2 separate regions of the Sus scrofa genome follow, and region 1 is linked to region 2. A link is a contact called in public Hi-C data. All regions are on one chromosome and are shown on one strand. Each heading gives the region's core, a stretch centred on a gene start, on an enhancer-like site or on the middle of the called end of the contact. The rest is flanking DNA. Distances are from core to core; before and after follow the strand shown.

Region 1 (5,915 bases), core at 1,056-3,555, 50 kb after region 2:
GGATTCAGTCCCTGGCCTGGGAACTTCCACATGCTCACATGCTGTGAGTATAGCCAAAAAGAAAGAGAGAGATTAGATAAATAAAGACAGCTTGAGAAGCCAGGATCTTCACATTTAACTAACAGCTAACTAACTGTCCTAGGACTCAGCAATGCACTCCACAGCCCCCCGGACAGCCCACCCAGTCCACTGACCACCCCAACCAACTTTGAACCTTGCCCCTCCATGGTGTCCGCAGCTCCCTTATCACCCACCCACTTTCCCTAAAGGCCTCCTAAGCTGTAAATGTTAATAAATCCACTAAGCCCTTCCCAGTGGCTAAACGCTAGCTAGAATCTAATTTCAACAAACAGGGAGTTCCCTTTGTGGCTCAGTGGTTAACGAACCTGATTAGTATCCACGAGGATGTGGGTTCGATCCCTGGCCTCATTCAGTGAGTTAAGGGTCTGGTGTTGCCATGAGCTCTGGTGTGGGTCTCAGACATGGCTTGGATCACATGATGCTGTGGCTGTGGCTGTGGTATAGGCCGGAAGCTGTACCTCTGATGAGACCCCTAGGCTGGGAATTTCCATATTCCGGAGGTGTGGCTCTAGGAGCATAATAAAAATAAAAATAATAATAATAATAATAATAATAATTTCAACATTGATTGAACGTCCACTATCTTCTAGGAGCTCTGCATGTCAGTAACCAAAGCAGATGGATCACTGTTTTCACAGAGTTTACAGTCTAGCAGAAGCATCCCCAAATTTTAGGTTCATCAGAATCAACTGGGAGCTTGTTAAAACACAGAATATGGGCCCCAACCCCAGAGCTCCAGATCCAGTAGGTGTCCAGGGTGAAACATGAGAATTTGCTACTCTAGCAAGTTCCCAGGTGATGCTGATACTGCTGGTCCAGGGACCACAATCTGAAAACCACTGGTCCAGGAAGTCCCCATAGGAACAGGACCCAAGGCAGTGATTTTTCAGGAGAAAAGACTGGTGGTCCAGAAAAACAAGAGTGTTGCTAAGAAGCCAGCAGATGTGGCCTGCAGACTCTTAGCACATCAGAGCCTTGAGATTTCTTCGAAAAAGCCACCAGGCTGGATGAACTGAGATCATTTCTAGGCCTCATTTTCTGGATGGTTAGGTGATCATCATGAGACAGGGATGAGGGCTGGTGATGAGCAAGGGTGGGAAGGTTTGGGCAGAAGATTCTAGAAACCACTGCGGGTGGATCAGCGTTGGCCAAGGGGAAATTTTGGGCCTTCCTCTGCCTCCCCAGCTTGTCTTGGCTTTAGCAGCCTCCTCCTGGGGACCCCTCGCCCCCCGGCCCCCAGACACTGCCGCGGCCTGGCCGGGGCCCGCGAGACCTGGGAGCCGCTACTGCCCACGACACCTACAGTTTTAGAATCTGGAGAGCAGATGCCTCTCCTTGCTAAGCAACTCATGAAACAAACAGTTTGCTTCAGGGCTTTCTTTTTTGAAGCTGACTTTGTTGTTGGGGTGGCAAGATATGTGTACAGATAAACTTCTCAAAGTGATGACATTACAAGAATAATAAAAACGCCACTTCGAACTCTGTCTTTCACTTCGGAGCCACATTCTCCAAAAATAATCATAGATCCATTCCCCGTATCACCAGCTCCAGCGGCTGGGGGTGGAAGCAGGGAAGGGATGCCCCCTGACGGAGAGGTAGCCCTGCTGACAGCTCTCTCTGGGGGGTCGGGAGCAAGTCACCTTAACTTCCAGCGCCTCAGTTCCCCCTTCTTAAAAATTGTAGCTTTCAAGTTCCTTCCCTGGAACCAATTATGTACTTCTATGTATATAGATTTAAACGGGACATTTAGCCAAAGCTTTCTTCAATGGAATTTTCACACCAGTGGAGTTTGTTGTAAATGAATTCAACCTGGATACATATAAGTAAAAAATTTTTTCTTTTGTTATGGTAAGGGGTCAGAGGTTGCTCTCAAAGTTTTGGTGGGGGGAGGACTCTGAAGCTTTCCTAATTTGGGAGGGCATCTCCGTAAGAAAAACCATAGAGAATTACCGACCAAAACTAGGCAGCCACCCCCACTCCCCAACCCCCGCCCCGGGCTGTGAGGAGCTCTGAGGCACAAGCTTCTCAGCTACACAGGCTCTCTTCTCCATGCATGGTTTAAGGCCCACTCTTGTCCTGGGTGAATATCAAAGTCCAGAGGAGTGGAGACTTGTGAGCTGGTACTCTGCAAACCTGAGTGTCTCCAGCGCCCATTCCATCCTGGCCTATGTTTTGGCCTTGACACTGCAGTTGCCAGGCAACCGTCTATCCTATAGGAATTCACACTCGCTCTTCCAGGCAGACGCACATTTAATTTCAGACCCGGAGTGCTCAGTGACGCGGAGTGTCACCAGCCTGCGCCCTCACAGAAATAACCCGAAGCTCTCAGTCAAAAGTAGCTGGGGGAACTGATACCCGCATTTGATCTTATTCCCCTAAAATAGCTTGGCCCTGTTTATGGGGCTGCTGTGAGAGAGGGGACGTGGGAGCCTGGCTGTGCTCACGGCTTCCTCCCTCCCGCTGGGTTCTTGCCTCTCTGCGGCCATCGCCAGAGACACTCAATGACTCAGGGCCCTGAACATGATGTAACACCTCTGGCTCCCGGGCGGGGTGACGGGGAACGTGTGACAGCCTTGGAATTCCAGGCGGGACCCTTGGTGACTGCCTTTCAGTTCTTGACCAAGGTCAGGTGCAGCTGAGAGCTGGGCTCTCCAGACTCCTGATGGGGGCTGGGGAGGGTGTCCTTGTCCCTGGGCCGAAGCTCCCAATGAGGACAGGACGAGCCCTTGGCCCCAAAAGACCACACATCAGTCCATTCTCAACCTCGGTCCTGCACTGGAATCGCCTGTGGAGCTTTAAAAAATATACATGGATCTGATGTAACGGTGAGATCCTCACGGACCGCCCAGGTGGAGAGCCAGAGCTCTTGCCAGATGTCACCTCCCTGACCAGCTGTGGACTTTTCCCTCTTGGCAAGGGTGTCTGGGACCCTGTACACCCCAGACTCTGATATCCCAGGACCCTCCCATGCCTGTCCTGCCCGAACCCCACATTCCTCAGGCTCCCAGGCCCTCACCCAGGCATCAGGTCCTAGCTGCCAGCCTACTGTATGCCCAGCCCACTGTATGCCCAGCCCAGGGCCAGACTCCCCTGGATGGATGCACGTGGCCCTCTAGGGTGCTGGGGAAGAGCTAAGACCCCTTGAAAGTGCTGGACCGGGACTGGGGGGTGGGAGAAGGTGAGACCCTCATGGGGTGGTGGGTAGTGAGGTTAAGAGTTGACTGTTGTGGTGTTTCTGCTGTGGCACAATGGGATTGGTGGTGTTGCTACAGCTCCAGGATGCAGGTTCCATCCCTGGCCCAGTGTGTTAAAAGATCCGGCTTTGCCGCAGCTGCGGCGCAAGAGGCAACAGTGGCTCGGATCTGATCCCTGGCCTGGAAACTCCATCCGTCTCGGGATAGCTAAAAAAGAAAAAAAAAAAAAAAAACAAAATTTGCTGTTGCATTTTGAGACTATAATTAATGCAGTCTGCGTATCAGTAAAATCAAGTGCTAAGCTCACAAATAAGCAAGCATACGCTATTTGCTAAAATCAGATTTTAGAATTTGTTCATTTTCACTGGTCCATTCCTTTTTTATTTTTTTGGTCCTGCCCATGTCATGTAGAATTTCTGGAGCCAGGGATCAAAGCCATGCCACAGCAGTGACCCAAGGTGCATCAGGGACAATGCCAGATCCTTAACTGGTAGAGCCACCAGGGAACACCCAAACTTTCCTTCTTTTTAAAGATCGAATAGCATTCCCTCCTACATGTATACCACATTTTCTTTTTCTTTCTTTCCTTCTTTCTTTCTTTCTTTCTTTCTTTCTTTCTTTCTTTCTTTCTTTCTTTCTTTCTTTCTTCCTTCCTTCCTTCCTTCCTTCCTTCCTTCCTTCCTTCCTTCCTTCCTTCTTTCTTTCTTTCTTTCTTTCTTTCTTTCTTTCTTTCTTTCTTTCTTGGCTTTCTAGGGCCATACCTGTGGCATATGGAGGTTCCCAGGCTAGGGGTCGAATTGGAGCTATAGCCACCGGCCTACACCACAGCCACAGCAATGCCAGATCCAAGCCACATCTGCAACGTACCCCACAGCTCATGGCAATGCTGGATCCTTAACCCACTGAGCAAGGCCTGGGATCGAACCCGAAACCTCATGGTTCCTAGTCGGATTTGTTTCCACTGCCGCATGACGGGAGCTCCCTATACCACATTTTCTTTATTCACTCATCTGTTGATGGACATTTAGGTTTCTTTCACCTCTTGGCTGTTGTGAATCATGCTGCAATGAGCATGTGTGTGCCAATATCTCAGGACTTTCCTTTCAGTTCTGTTGGGCATACCCAGAAGTAGGATTGCTGGATCAGATGATATTTTATTTTTAGTTTTTTGAGGAATCACTCTACTGTTTTCCATAATGGCTGCACCACTTCACATCTCCATCAGCAGTGCTGCTCTAATGTTTCTAATCCCCACATCTTCACCCTCTTCTTTCTTTCTTTCCTTCTTTTTTTCTTTCCTTCCTCCCTCCCTTCCTTCTCTTGCTTCCTTCATTCTTTCTTTATCTCTGGCCATCCTGATGGGTATGAGCAGATATCTCATTGTGGTTTGGACTTGTATTTCTCTAATAATTGAACATCTTATCATATACTTGTTGGCCGTTTATATTATCCTCTTCAGACAACTGTCTATCCAGGCCCTTTCCCTGTTTTTAAAATTGGGTTACTGGGAGTTTCCTTGTGGTGAAGCAGGTTAAGGATCCAGCATTGTTTCTGCAGTGGCCCTGATTGCTGCTATGGTGTAGGTTCCATCCCTGCCTCAGGCATGGCCAAAAAAAATATCGGGTTACTTAGTTTTCAGTTGTTGAGTTGTAGAAGTTCTTTATATATTCTGGATATTAACTCTTTTGCCAGTATATGATTTACAATTCTTCTCTTCCATTTTGTTTACAATTCTTCTTCCATTTTGTAAGTTGCTTCTCATTCCATTTTTTTGCTTTCTTTAATATGCAGTTCCTCGTTTATTTATTTATTTATTTTTTGGCCTCACACAGGGCATGTGGCTCACACCTGAGCCACAACAGTGACAACACCAGATCCTTAACTTGCTGAGTCACCAGGTACACTCCCTTATTCAGTTTTGTTTTTTTTTTTCTTTCAGTTTTTAAATACAATGTGGAGAGGGCCAAATAATTAAAGAACAGAAAAGAATCAATTTCATTTCCTATAATAAAATTCGGACCTCCAAATTGAAATAAAAATCAAAGCAACATTACACCTACCAACTAATTCTAGCGACAAGTGTAGTACATTTTTTAGAAAAGATGTTGCTTGTTGGGGCCCTACCCTTGGATCACCCCCACTGGACCTCGCATAGAGTCACATGGACGCCCTGCCATCCAGAGGAGCAAGGTGATGGTCCATCCTGCATAGAAGAAAATTCTAGATCTCAGGTCCCAGGAGGAGGAAAGTGGTGGGGGCTTCTTGGTTGCATTTAGCCCCCTGCAGCCCCACTGGCAGCCACTCAGGGCCCAGGGCCCTAGGGGAACCTGGCTCATCACTCAAAGTTGAGGGAGATGATGGTTAATTTTCTGTGTCAACTTGGCTATGCTTAAGGGATGCCCGGTTGCTGGTCAAACATTATTTCTGGCTGGGTCTGTGAGGGTGTCTCCAGAAAAGATTAGCATTTGAATTAGTGGATTGAGTGAAGAAAATCCCCGTCATCAATGAGGTGACTAGCATGCATAAGGGCAAAGGTTCGATCCCTGGCCTCACTCAGTGGGTTAAGGATCTGGCGTTGCCGTGAGCTGTGGTGTAGGCCACAGACGCAGCTCAGATCTGGCATGGCTGTGGTGTAGGCCA
Region 2 (6,357 bases), core at 3,665-6,164:
GGATCTCCCAGCCTAAGCAAATAGTGTTCCCAGCAATACCCCACACTCCAAACCAATCTTCAAACTTTTCTGACCATTAGATACAGGACACGGGAAGCAGAGCCCACAGAGCAATCTCCCCCCAGTATCCTCACTCCATGAGCTAAGATCTCATTCTCACAGCCTGCTCTGACTCCTGATGTGATAGGGTGGGGGCAGGGGTCCTCACTTCTGAAAGCCTCAAGTCACAGCCACCCTGCTCCTACATTCAGTCACGTCTAACACTCCTTCCCAGAAGATCCTGCTGGCTTCATACCACCTAGCGCCCAGGTCTCCCAGGCTGCAGTGGAATGGCTTGAATCACAGCAAAATGGAGTTCCCAGACCCAGTCCTCCCCCAAAGGCTGCAGCGGTGCCAGGCCCCAGACCCTTCCCGCCACCTCTGCCCAAGCTGGAGACGTCACAGAAGAAATCCCTTGGTTGTGCAACTGCTTAAGATTTTTACTTATTTATTTATTTTTTTATTTTAGGGCCGCACCTGCAGCATATGGAGATTCCCAGGCTAGGGGCCAAATTGGAGCTGTGGCTGCTGGCCTACACCACAGCCACAGCAACGCCAGATCCAAGCCACATCTGTGACCTACACCACAGCTCATGGCAACGCAGGATCCTTAACCCACTGAGCAAGGCCAGGGATCGAACCTGCGTCCTTATGGATGCTAGTCAGATTCGTTTCCGCTGCACCACGATGGAACTCCCAACTGCTTAAGATTTTTATAGTTGTCCACTGTAAATCTCATGGCTGATTCTCACCTAGTAACCCAAGTTCAAAAATTCAACCTAAGGCTCAGAATGTAAGCGGCTGACCTGAATTGCCCACATATAAGGTGAGAATAAAAACCAGGGGCAGCACCCCATCCCTGGCCACAGCAGCCAGCAAAACCAGCCCCAGGCCTGGCTGCCCTCCAAAGTGTCAGAAGAGTCCCACCGCCAGGGCTTTGCCTGTTAGCACCTTCAAGTCCTCTACACAAGGGTGATTTTTTTCATCCTATTTTTGTTTTGGGCTTTCTGTTTGGGGTTTTTGTTTTTGTTTCTTTGCTTGGGGGAGGAGGGGTTGGTTTTGTTTTACACCTAAAAGTTTTTGGGTGAGTAACCAGCTGTCTGAGTTTCCGATTGGCAGGTGAATCACTTCCTATTGGCTGATCTGAAGAACTTTTTTCTCCCCCTTGGAAATGGCACATTCCTGTCTTTGTGGCTTCTCTGTTTACACACATTTTGCTACCTAATGTCAACACTTGCTAATGAATAAATATATCACTCCACTACTGAATATGAGGTCCTGGCCCCAGAGGGCGACTGCTTGAATCCAGTGAACAGCTCTGCCCCTCTATGTCTGCAGGAAACCCAAGAGAATGTGGTCCTTCTTTCTGCAGGTTTTAGGAAGTTTCTTGGATCATTTCCCCCTAGTGGTCTTTACCCCTGAGGCCAAGGGGACCAGCCTCTCTTTCTCTCTCTCTTTTAAGGAAAACCTCCAACACTGAGGCCCACGACAGGAAAAACAACAATGGGACAGAGATGGCCCCTTGGAGAACGAAAGTTCATAAAAGAATTCTTGAGTCTTGATGCCAAAAACCCAGTCAAGTTAGATTATTTGAGAAAACAGAGCTTGGTCATTTCAGCTAACGTTTGTTACAAACACAGAGCTGGTTATCTCCTCATTAATGACCATTTATCTAGTGTTTTGTAAATCGAAAGCAAAATATCACATGCTTTGCAGGCCACTTATTAGACAAGCACCAGGCAAGCAGCAACGCCTTGCACGACTGGAGGCAGCGTGGAGTCGGGGAGGGCTGGCTGCAGAACCCCGGCTTTGGTTACACCGTTCATTAAAGTATTTAATTTACGACAACGCCCCAGCAAAACTTTTAATTAGTGGAGGGAAAGGCCCAACAGCCAAAACTTATGAGGCGGATGGACTTGTAGAATTCCAAGAGCGAAAAGGGGCCCAACCCTTCACTCTTCCTTCTCCCAGAAACTTGGCAAAATAAATGTCACAAGCATTGCATTTTTCAGGCACCAGTACAGACCAAAGTTACAATCCATACTTTCAAACAAATGGACCTCTCGCTGTAAGATAGGGCTCTAAGATACAGGGGACCATCCAGTGGTCACCCCTGAGTCCCAGCTTTGAGGACCCCCCGCCTCCCCTGGCACTGTGAGCCCCTGCACTGCCAGTCAGAAGTTGAATGCAGACAACCGCAACGGGGCTGGTGCCAGTCTCAAGTGCGGCTTCTGCCCTGGCCCCAAGCCATCTGGTGACAAAGCAACAGGCAGGCAGAACTATGCTAAAAACTTTCAGAGCCCCCACCAAGAATTCTGAGAAAACCAGGAAGGGAAGGGCCTGTCGTCTTTACGTCTTAAAGGTTCAAATTCGCTTACCCCAAAGACCTCTCTGTACCTTTTTAAACTGTCTTCCCTCCCACCAAGCTATCCATTCTTCCCACTGATACTTCTGGCACTCATAACGTCTCCAAAGTTTCCCATCAACCTGTCCTCTTTGGCTCCCAAGACACTTCTGCAAGGATCAAATTCCACGTGTTTAAAAGCTGAGCCAACTTGGGTTGTGGAGTGCAAATACATGAAAAAAGGAACAAAATGTAATGCATATCTAGGAAACATCTTTGAAAAAAAAAAAAAGAAAAACACATACATGCATAATATTGTATCTATACACACACATATTATCTCCAGGTTCAGTCACAACAAAAACAGAAAAAAATCCACCAAACTTCCCACAGAGGAAACCTATAACCACCTTGGGGCAAGCCCAGGGTCTCCCCAAGCCGCTGCCTAGACATAAAAAATCCGAGTTCTAGAGACTCCATTTCTAACCTAAGATAGGAAGGATATATTTAAAACCCTCTACTCACCAGTTGGTTTGAGAAAATCCATCGGGTATCTGGAGTAAGGAGGAGGGGGAGACTCTGGAATTAAAAAAGAAAGAGAAAATAAAGGCCGAGCCATGAGAAAGAGAGATAGAAACTTATGATAACAGAGGCATTCTTTTAGCCCAACTGTTTGTCTTAGCTGTGGGGGTTGGAGGCAGGGCCGCGAGGCGGTGATTGCCTTGATATTTAGCTGTCAGATAAACAAAAGAGGCCGCCTGGCGCCAGCCTCGGCGCTCCGCTCCTCCACGTCTGCGGCCGCCGCCGCCGCGCTCGGCCGGCCCGGCTGGAAACCACCGGCTCTACCGGGGCCGGGCACTTCACAGTTCACAGGGCGGGGGGCGACCAAGCCCCCGCTCGGTCCCAGAACTTCAGATCCGACTCCCGCCGCCGCCCCCCCACCCTGACTCGTCCCCCAGGGGTGCAAATTCACCTTGGCCACCGCAGCTCCTCTCCACACCGCGCGGGGGAACTCGGGGCTCCCCTCTCCCAGCCCACCCGCGAGGTTTACCCCAAGTCCGCTGGTGAACTTGGATTTGTGAACGCCCCGGGTGCACCCCCGCCCCACACAAATATGCAGAGAAAAGGAAAGCAATGCAGGAGGCTGGGATCTCAGCTGAGAAGCCCAGGCCCCAGAGCTGTTAAGGGGCCGTGTCGTCAGGGAGGGCTGGGGCCCGACCCTTCTGCAGTCAGGAACTGTGCTTTCCTGTGCAGGAAGAAAGGAAAAAGCAGAGGGCACCCAACTTCTCCTGACTGCTTGTCCTCTTCCACCCTGGGCTGGCAGAGTTGAGAGCAGATATCCAGCGCCGCCGCCCATCAAACTCTCTTCGCCCCAAAACACAAAGCTACTCCGGACAGGGCACTTTCCCAGCCACTTGTGCCCGACAGGACTCTCCTTATTTACTAAAGGAGCAGGCAGAGACGTTCCAGTCTTTACAACTGCTTCTCCCAGCCTTCCTTGGCGGGCTTGGACCGAATCCAACTCGGCCACACACCTCAACGCCTTTCCGGGTGCAGGGGAGGCGTGACCCCCCCTCCTCCCCCCCACACACTTCTCTCTGCACCCCTTGGTTGATCCGGAAATGAGAAATCTATCTAATTTTTAACCCCCGGTCTGTAGAGTGTGTGCATGAGCAGTGCCCAAAACCCCGCTAGGGGAAACAGAGGAGGAGAAAAAAACTGTAAGGGAACCCCCAGGGAATGCCTTTCCAGGTTCCCCCCAGTCCCTTCTCTACCTTTGTCCCTCTAGTCTTCTCCCAGGAGGGGATGTACTCTCCCCTCTGGCGAGACAGCTGCACAAACACACAGCCGAAGGGGGCTTTTCTTTCACTACTTGAGCGCCAAGGGGAGAGGTGGGTGGGCGCAGAACAACTTCTTACCTAGTTCGCAGAGTCGGCTAAGGTGATGGGGGTTGCAGCACACCAGCTCGGGGTTGATCTTCCCGTAAGATTCACAGCAACACAGCCTCTTGACTTCCGAGGAATGCCTGAGATCCGGCCACCTGAACACTTTGCACAGCAGGAGGGGGAGCGAGTAGGACGAGGGCGGCTGCGCGGGCTGTGAGCCGGCAGGCGCCCCCAGGCCCAGCCTGCAGTCCAGGCGGCCGGGCAGCAAGAGGCACGCCGTGCGCGTACCGCCGCGGGACTCCACGGCCTGGAGCAGCAGCTCCAGCTGCCGTTCCTTCAGTTTCTTAAGCACCGAGTGCGTGAGCGCCTTCAGATCCGCCTCGGCGCCCCCGGCCACGCCGGCGCCCGCGGCTGGGGGGTGGGGATGGTGGTGACCTTTGGCACCTCGCACCGCCTTGCCCAGGCAGCAGCCAGCCCTGCCTGCGCCGCCGCCACCGGCCCCATGTGCCCGGCCGTCCGTCGCCCCTTCTCCCCGCAGCTCGCCTCCTCCACCGCCTCCCCACGCGCCCTCCTCCTCGTCCTCGCCGCCGGGCGCACGGCTCCTCCAGAGACGCCGGACGAGCGCAGATCGTTTGGTCCTGAACATGCGGGGCGAGGAGGCGAGGAGAAAAGTCGTTTGCCGGCTAAGGAGCGAACATGACCTCCGCACACCATGAAGAAGTCGGGCGCCGAGTTGGGGCAGCAGGCGCAGGCGACAGCAGCAGCAGCAGGGGCCCGGGCAGGAGCGGCGGCGGCCCGAGGGGCGCTCCGTGGCATGCGCCAGTCTCCCGGAGGCCGGGGGGCGCGCGGGGGCCCGGAGGCGCCCGCCGGGGCTCGGGGGCCTGCGCTCCGGCTGCCCCACCCCGCGCGGCCCGAGCCGCGCGCTGCTCTCGGGCCCCGGCGCACCCCGGAGGAACGCGGCCGCCGCTTCCCTGGGGGCGGCGAAGCCTACCCCGGTCGGCGCCTCCCCAAAAAGAGGCCCCCCCGCAGCGGCTCCCGAGTGTCGGGCTCGCCAGCCTTGGCTTCCTACATGGAAGATCCGCGGGGGCAAAAAAAGAAAGGCGTTCGGCTGGGCTGCCGGAGGGAGGAAAAAGCCTCTTTTCCCCTTCCTAAGCAACTTAATTTGGGGGTGGGGAGAAGGAGGCAATTAAAAAAAAAAAAAAAAAGGCAGGCACGCGATTTATTTTTTTCTTCTATATCCTTAGTAACCGGATCTCCTTGAATTCCGTGCACACGAAGACTCGGGGGAGGGGGCCGAGTGGACTTCACCCCGCAGGAGATGTTTGGCGAAATAAGGAGGTTCTCTCAAAATCTAAGAACCAAATACGCAAAGCCCAAAATGAAAACCACCACCTCCTCGCACCCCGGAGGTCTGGGGGCGTCTGGCTGGAGCTGGGGTTTAAAAAAAGAAAATGTTTACAAAGTAGAACAAGACGTCTGAGGGGTGGAAAAAAGGTATCCACGAGTTACATTCCCCTTTTTCCTTGCAGAGCCCCACTGGTCTTCCTCTCCTTTTCTTCGGGGGAAAAAAAAAAAAAGCCGTGTATTTTTTTAATCCACAGAAAGCTTTGGCTAGGCTGTTTCAATCCTTCGCATCTGGGTGATTTGGAGGAGTCTCTGGTCTTTCCTCCTGAGCTCCCGGGGGCCCTAGTCCTCGGCGGGGACTTCCTCGGGGCTGGCGGGGGCGCAGGGGCAGAAGATGCTGCGGCGGCGGCTGCGCCCCGCGGGGCTGACAGCGCGGGGGAGGGCGGCGCGGCGGCCGCGGCGGGCCCCTGGCGGGTCGCGCGCTCTCGCCCTCCGCTCGCTAGCGCGGGGGCCGCCGGTGTCCCCTCCCCTGGGAGCCGGGGCTCCCCTTATGGGCTGCTCGCCCCGACAAGGCTGCGTCGGCTGGAGGCCCCGGTGTCCCTCACGCCGCCTTCTCCTCCGAGACTCTCCTCGTCGCGCCCGGGAGCCTCCTTGTCCCCCGTCCGCCCTCTCCTGGCGCTCGAGTCCTTCTGCCGCCGCCGGGGGCTCGCCGCGCCGCACCAGGGACTCCTGGGCCAGGCGCTC

Evidence for each region. Hi-C and Micro-C count contacts between places; a contact is called where the count stands out from the background.
Region 1: a Hi-C map of heart right ventricle shows a contact between it and region 2, with 2.3 times the contacts expected there. The contact joins the enhancer-like site here to the promoter of SMAD7 in region 2. A contact is called at or near these places in 4 of 47 Hi-C or Micro-C datasets (embryonic fibroblasts, epiblast stem cells, fetal heart ventricle and 1 more).

What each region holds. Positions count from the first base shown.
Region 1 is chr1:98,589,531-98,595,445 of Sscrofa11.1, forward strand. No RefSeq gene overlaps it. Among named protein-coding and RNA genes, the nearest start is that of SMAD7, 50 kb to the left of the region's middle. Within about 2 kb of position 2,306, at least 22 of the 83 cell types and tissues checked have an H3K27ac peak or open chromatin away from gene starts, as enhancers often do.
Region 2 is chr1:98,537,401-98,543,757 of Sscrofa11.1, forward strand. SMAD7 (SMAD family member 7) reads right to left here and starts at 4,915. Exons shown (of 4, transcript NM_001244175.1): 1 at 4,303-4,915; 2 at 2,909-2,962. The coding sequence starts at 4,915.